Linked DNA regions of Mus musculus: region 1 is linked to region 2. The links are chromatin contacts, called in public HiChIP or PLAC-seq maps. All regions are on one chromosome and are shown on one strand. Each heading gives the region's core, a stretch centred on a gene start, on an enhancer-like site or on the middle of the called end of the contact. The rest is flanking DNA. Distances are from core to core; before and after follow the strand shown.

Evidence for each region. HiChIP or PLAC-seq counts read pairs in DNA pulled down with a chosen protein or histone mark.
Region 1: a FOXA1 HiChIP or PLAC-seq map of pancreatic cancer cells shows a contact between it and region 2. The contact joins two enhancer-like sites.

What each region holds. Positions count from the first base shown.
Region 1 is chr8:11,380,807-11,383,825 of GRCm38.p6, reverse strand. All of the region lies in intron 4 of Col4a2 (collagen, type IV, alpha 2), which reads right to left. Among named protein-coding and RNA genes, the nearest start is that of Gm46030, 42 kb to the right of the region's middle. Within about 2 kb of position 1,300, at least 133 of the 459 cell types and tissues checked have an H3K27ac peak or open chromatin away from gene starts, as enhancers often do. A contact at or near this core is called in pancreatic cancer cells, where this site is marked.
Region 2 is chr8:10,479,203-10,482,445 of GRCm38.p6, reverse strand. The region is part of intron 23 of Myo16 (myosin XVI); the gene reads right to left. Among named protein-coding and RNA genes, the nearest start is that of Gm51561, 51 kb to the right of the region's middle. Within about 2 kb of position 1,360, at least 33 of the 459 cell types and tissues checked have an H3K27ac peak or open chromatin away from gene starts, as enhancers often do. A contact at or near this core is called in pancreatic cancer cells, where this site is marked.

The DNA.
Region 1 (3,019 bases), core at 51-2,550, 900 kb before region 2:
TCTGCTTCCACGCACCAGTGATGGTGAATTCCTCCATTCCATTTCTAAGCAATGGTGACTCCAGACTCTCTGAAATCCCCACTTCTTCACTGATGCTATTTAAATTGGCAATGTGTTTCCCCATGGCAAACCCAGTCTCTTCCTTATCATGTAAAATGGCCAGGGAAATGAATTTCCAAGGAGGGGCCAGGAAGAGGACACAGAGGGAAAAGGAGTAAAACCTGCGTAGATTCAGTCTTTTGTGTTCTAAGAATAGCATCAAAGCCTCTGGCCAGCAGCTGATCATCCTAGAGGCCTGATGGTTGTCAGGCTTGCCAGTGTGGACAGCTCTTTTCTTAGGCTAAGGCTGCTCTTAAGCTGGTAGCGGCCTCTCTTCTCAACTCATCAGAGAGTTGCTGAAGTCTCGCTTTAGAGATCTCCTACTGAACTCAAAAGTCAAATAAAAAAAAAAAGAAATTAGTGACTGTGAAAAAAAAATAAGCTTGAGGAGTGAGTCTCATGCCCTCCATTCTCCCTCAACTTCTAAATCCAGCACGGATCTCACCCCAGCCCACTCCCTCCCATCTCCACCAAGGACCATTTATACACCGGGAAGCCAGGAGGCTCATTGCAGTCTCCCTCTGTCCTCTCACCTGATTCCCTCTGCTACACTTCCCTAAGTGGCAGTCCAAGTCTAGGCCAAGACTTCTGGCTTCCAGCTTTGATTTACTCCCCAAATGTCTTGTCTGCCTTGCCAAGATTGTGAAATATGCCACCTACACTGTTCTTAAAAAGTAAAAAGAGCTCAATGCTTTACTAATGGAAAATATGTATCCGTCACTAAGTGGGAAGGAGAAATAGAAACTCATTTGTAATCTCTCTCTCTGCTTTCTCTCTCTCTCTGCTCTCTCTCTCTCCTCTCTCAGCTCTCTCTCTCTCTGCTCCCCCCCCCCCCCCACACTAAGCAAGCTCCCACAAACAAAGAGCCCATCCCTAATGACCCATTTGAATGAATGACAGATCTGGAACACAGAGGCAAAGGATAGCTCAGGACACTGTGGGGGTGGCTTTTTGGTTCCGGGTCAGCACAGGCCACCTCTCTGTGGACCTGCCTGGCAGAGCTCTGCTGGGAGCAGCATCCAAGACTCCTGTGACGCATCTCTGAGTGACCAGCATGGGAGCCTTATCTCCAGACAGACAACTGTGGGGGTGGATAGACAGCTGGCTCGGGGAATGTTTCCAAAGCCCTCCGACTGTCATGTACCGTTAGCAGGGCTCCCTGCACGCTTGGCAGGCTTGCTCCAGCTGGAGCGGCTTTATGCCCAAGGATGGTAAGACCGTGGGTAACTTGCATTAGTCATGTTGGTCAGCCTGTGGCTGGCAAGGCTCAGGACTTGGAGAATTCAGGGGCTTGGCTTGAACCAAAAAATAAAACCACAGAACATTCTCGCATTTACAAGGTCGCTTCTCTGAGATCTGCTTGTGCAGTTTACAGACCTGTTCTTAAGGAACAGCAGATCTAAGGCTGATGTCATTGCGTTCTCACCTGCCGGCAGCGACTGCCTGCTGTGCTCTCTCTCAAGAGAAGTGGGGTGGAAGGGAAATTCCTATCGTGACTTTGAATGGATTTCTGATGGAATTCAATTACAAGATGTTCAGGACTTATCGTCTGGGATTACTGGCAGAGTTTAGGAAAGGGATGGGAAGGGCTGAACTCAGCTGGTACAGCGAGTGCCTAGCGTGTAGTGCACGAAGTTCCTGTGAAGAGCCGTCCTTGCATATGTATGTAAGATGTTAAAATGTATAAATTAAACATGAAAAGGGGATGGAGCACTGTGGTATTCCCCTAAGGCAAAGGGCATGCTCTCTGCCCACAGACCTTCTGCTTGGCCAGATCTCATCATGCCTGGGGTTCCTACCTCAGAGGAAGGGCAAGTAAGTCCCCAGATGAGTGGTTTGGGAGATCCGGGGTGTGGCAGGAGCTGAAGGCTTCCCATCTCCAACCTGTGGTCTTCTGAGACCATCTTGACCCTCTGACTGCAGGAGCAGAGCAACTTCTGTGTGTACCTTCCCAACCTCTAGGCTAGCTGGTGAGTGAGGAAAGGAAGGATGGTGTCACACCCTCATGGGACCGCAGACTGACGAATGGGCTGAGGGCGAGTGAGGAGAGTGGGGCAGAGCCCACAGACTGACGAGGCCCCAAAATGGTGGCACACCCCTGGTTCGAAACTCACGAGTGTTCAGTAAACCAACCCCCTGACACCTTCTCTTACTTAGCATGGCAGCTTCCCATCACAGGTAAAAGAGAAGCAACTTGTTTCTACATGGAGGAAACCCTGGGTCTGCAGGGCTCCCCGAAGCTGTCTCTCTGGGCCATTGTAGGGAGAATGCTGGCCAACCTGGCATCCTCTTAGCCAGTGACTTGAGCTCTAATTTCCTAGGAGACATGTGCTGGCCCTGTGGAGGAAACAAGGGCTTTGGTTTTTTTGTAAACTGACCTTGCAGGGTTCTCCTGCTCCCTGGTTGTCTCTTTCCCTGTGCATTTCTAGCAGGCTGTGGCGATTCCCTGTGTGCCTTTAAACTCCATGGTTTCATTTTGACCTGTGTTTGAATGAGCTTTTAACTGACAACCAAATCTAGGAGAGCAAGTGGCAGGACCGGAGAGGAGGTGGGAGTTGGCCAGGAGGCCTGCGTGGCCAGGAGGCGTGGATGGACCTAGGTTTCTGTGTTGAATGCTTTAGTGGGATCTCATCCAATCCCAGCAATAGCAGGTGATGCTTCAGCCACTGGGAAAAGAGTCACCTCCGAGTGTGCTAAGGCTTGGTGGGAAGCAAGCAGCAACAGGAAGCTGGTTGTTGGCTAAAGACTGAATGGGAGACTGGGCTGCCTCAGCTTGCTCTGTGGCTGGGAGTGTAGAGTGTGTGTTTAGGTACAGGAGCGTATGTTTAGTGTACAGGAATCCCCGTGTTCATTCTCCAGCACAGAGAAGAAACCCGCAACTTCAAGTTCCTTGGGCCCTTTGTCCCAATAGTCCCGATAG
Region 2 (3,243 bases), core at 111-2,610:
CGGTTTTAATTTTCTTGAGGGAAATAATATTGAAAGGGCATCGCTGAATGTACAGTAAAATCCCAAACACCTGTGGGTTCACACTGTTAGGCATAAACCCAAATGCAAAAGAATCTAGTAGTTTTGCAGAATTCTTTTTAATCAAGGTGTAACTACTGGCCACATGGGACAGGTCTAGCCCAGGAGAAAGAGAATGTCACATTAGCATAAGTTAAGGCAGTCATCTGCATGCTCTCTCTTTCAGCACAGGTTTTATGGCTTCCATAGATAGAGAAATCGCTGAATTGTCTCCACTTATCTTTCAGGGAAGTCTCTAAAGCGTGGAGGAAGAGCAGTAAGAGCTCGTAATACACCCAGAGTGGTCACAGCTGTCTTAATGCTGATCAACGTGTGCTAGGGAAAAGGCAAATAACGTATTTAAACACGTGTCACTAAGCCTGGCTCTGCATTCTAACACAAGCACGTCTATGAGATGTAAAAATGAATGGCAAACCAAACAGGGATATTTTAACACTTAGATAAGATAAGTCCATTGGCTTACCAATATTCTCATCATAGACAAAAATAGTAAACTGACTGGATGATCCCTTAATTCAGTTTGATAGCTCTGTCTATTCAAATTTTTGATTAGCCATGTGGCCTGTATATATTGCAGGCCTTAGACTACTGTGGAGGGGCTAGGATAGGTATATTTGAGGAAATATGTAAAAATAATCACTCCTACATGGAGGTAGCCTACTCCTTAACCCCCAGAAGAAACCATGATATCATGATGATATTTTTCTCAATTTTAAACTTCACGAGTGTACAACTGAGGGTCCCTGTCTTCACAGTCATGTCCTTATGGAATGAAACTCAAACTTGTTCAAGTAAAGCAATGTCTCCTTTCTTTCCTTTGTATGTGTGGACTCCGCAGAATGTAGATAATAAAGCATTGTTGACCCAGTAGGTGGAGGGAGATGAAGACATGGGGCAATGTGAATTGAGGGGCCTACTACCCACCAGAAACTCCTGTGTAGATGCTCTCTCCCAAACTCATGCTCACCAAGAATTATAGACTGTTATTTGCATTTTTTTTTAAGTGTTATTTGTTAGACTCAAGGGGGACACATTACATTATGCCCAAATCCTTAGGGGAAGAGGAAATGACCCATGAGATGCAGAATGACAGTCAGGAGAAATGCATTCACAACTCAGGGAATGACTACCTCCTGTTTGCAGAGAGGCCAGGAGGAACCTGCAGATGCCAGTGTTTGTACTTCCATCTTCCATTACTGGGAGGATACATTGCACTGGGATGAAGCCGCCCAGTTTCTGCTCTTCCGAAGCAAGAGCTCTAACAACCTCACCCGTCACTTGTGGTCTTGATGAGTCATCAGCCCTCACCAAAGGCCTACTTAGAAACCGACACGGTTCTGTTTACACACAAGGATGTGGTCAATGGGCAAGTGTCGGGCATCACGATGACAGTAAGGTGAGTGGAAAGCAGCATAGATTAGGTCAGGAACATGATGTTCAGAGAGATGCCCAGATCTAGGACAAAGGACACGGGATGTCCAGGTGAGGAAAAGCACAGGGGACAAAGAGATCAAGAAGGGCAGCAGTTAGCTCAGGATAGACCAACGAAGAGGAAGAAACTCTAAAATGCTACGCATCAACATGTTTCACTTTTCTTGTATGTAAACTGCCAGGAAACAATGAATGCTTGTATTCCCTTCCTCAGGCTGCTGCTGGAACCTGTAAACACAGTCTGGGCGAAAGAGAGGTCTGTGCACTTGTAGTTCTGGAGAGAGAAGATGGCTGGAGTTCTGGGGGTTTCTAGGCAGATCCATCCTGACTCTCTCATCCAGGGTGGATCAGGTCCTACTGCTCATGGCCTCTATCATTCTACTCATGGCCTGTTGGAGTTAGATGACTTCTCAGCCCTCTCTGCACACTACCATCAGAGTTGGATGACTATAGCCCCGAGACATACACTAAGACATCTGTTCTGAGCAAGGCCATTCCCAACTTAAATACACGAGAATCTGCTCACAGGAGTGTGGGATGTGTATTTCACAACTGAATCTTTATTTAAATTTCATTAACTTAAGCTTTAACTTTAGCCCCAGATCGATTTACAACTTCATAATCTGTTCACTTTTTCCTCACTGCAAAATGTAGGAGCTTCAAAGTACAATTTCTGAGTTAGAGTTAGTTTAGCCTTGCCTTAATGGAAATCCACCTCTCCTAAGAGCTGATATTGTCAAGCTGTAACTCTTCTTTCCTTCAAGATCCCGATTTCTAACAGCCAATCAACGCAGACACACTTGTGGGTTTAACGCTTATCTGTCACTTAAATCATCAGGGTAAGAGCAAATTCTAAAACAGGTAACTTCACATAAGATTTAAAATTGGCTAAAACAAACAATCAAACAAAAAGCCAAGCCCCCAAGCCCCCAAGCCCCGAAAGCTTTCTTTAATTCAAACATACGCTCATTAATGAGATCTTGTTAATATTTCATGCACAGCCTCTCCCCATTTACTTTAAAATATTTCTGTAATGGAGACAGGAAGCTGCACCATGCTCCTGGGGGTAATGAAACATTCAGATGTGTTTAGGAAGGATCATCAGACGGAATTCAGATAATGGTGCTTAAACATTCCTGAAAGGACCTCTGAGCTTCCGCCTCAGAAAGCTCCCTAAGCAGGGCAGAGGCTCCTCTTTAGAGTTCCCAAGTTGGGGAAGTTCTTCTAGAACCCATCCAGCCAGGGACAGGGGAACAACTCTAGTGTCAGCTCTGCTGTGAACTATCCCTCCCACTGGATGTTGCATAGTCCCATTAAAACAAGCAAGTCAGCCCACCAGGCAGGAGCACCGAGTGAGGCAGGATGTTCACACCATCCATCTGGTCGAGAAGATGCTCGGAGGCTCATGGATTCACTGGGCTCTCTCCTTGCGAGTCAGCTCTGGGGTCAAGGGTTATATCATCCACAGTACATAGCTCCTTTTAGGTGAGTGAACTTTTCTCGTATCACTTAATCAACAAAAACGGAGAACACGTTCGTGATACTTTTGTTTTCCAATGCAACAATCCAACACGTAAATGCCTGTGGCTATGACTGACAATTCAAAAGGCATATGGGCCGACATATTGCTCGAAATCACATAGAGTCTACACTGTAGCACGTGAACAGGGCCTTGGGGACTCCTTTGGCTACAACTCATTAGTACATCTCAGTAAAATGAAAGATTTCTGTAAA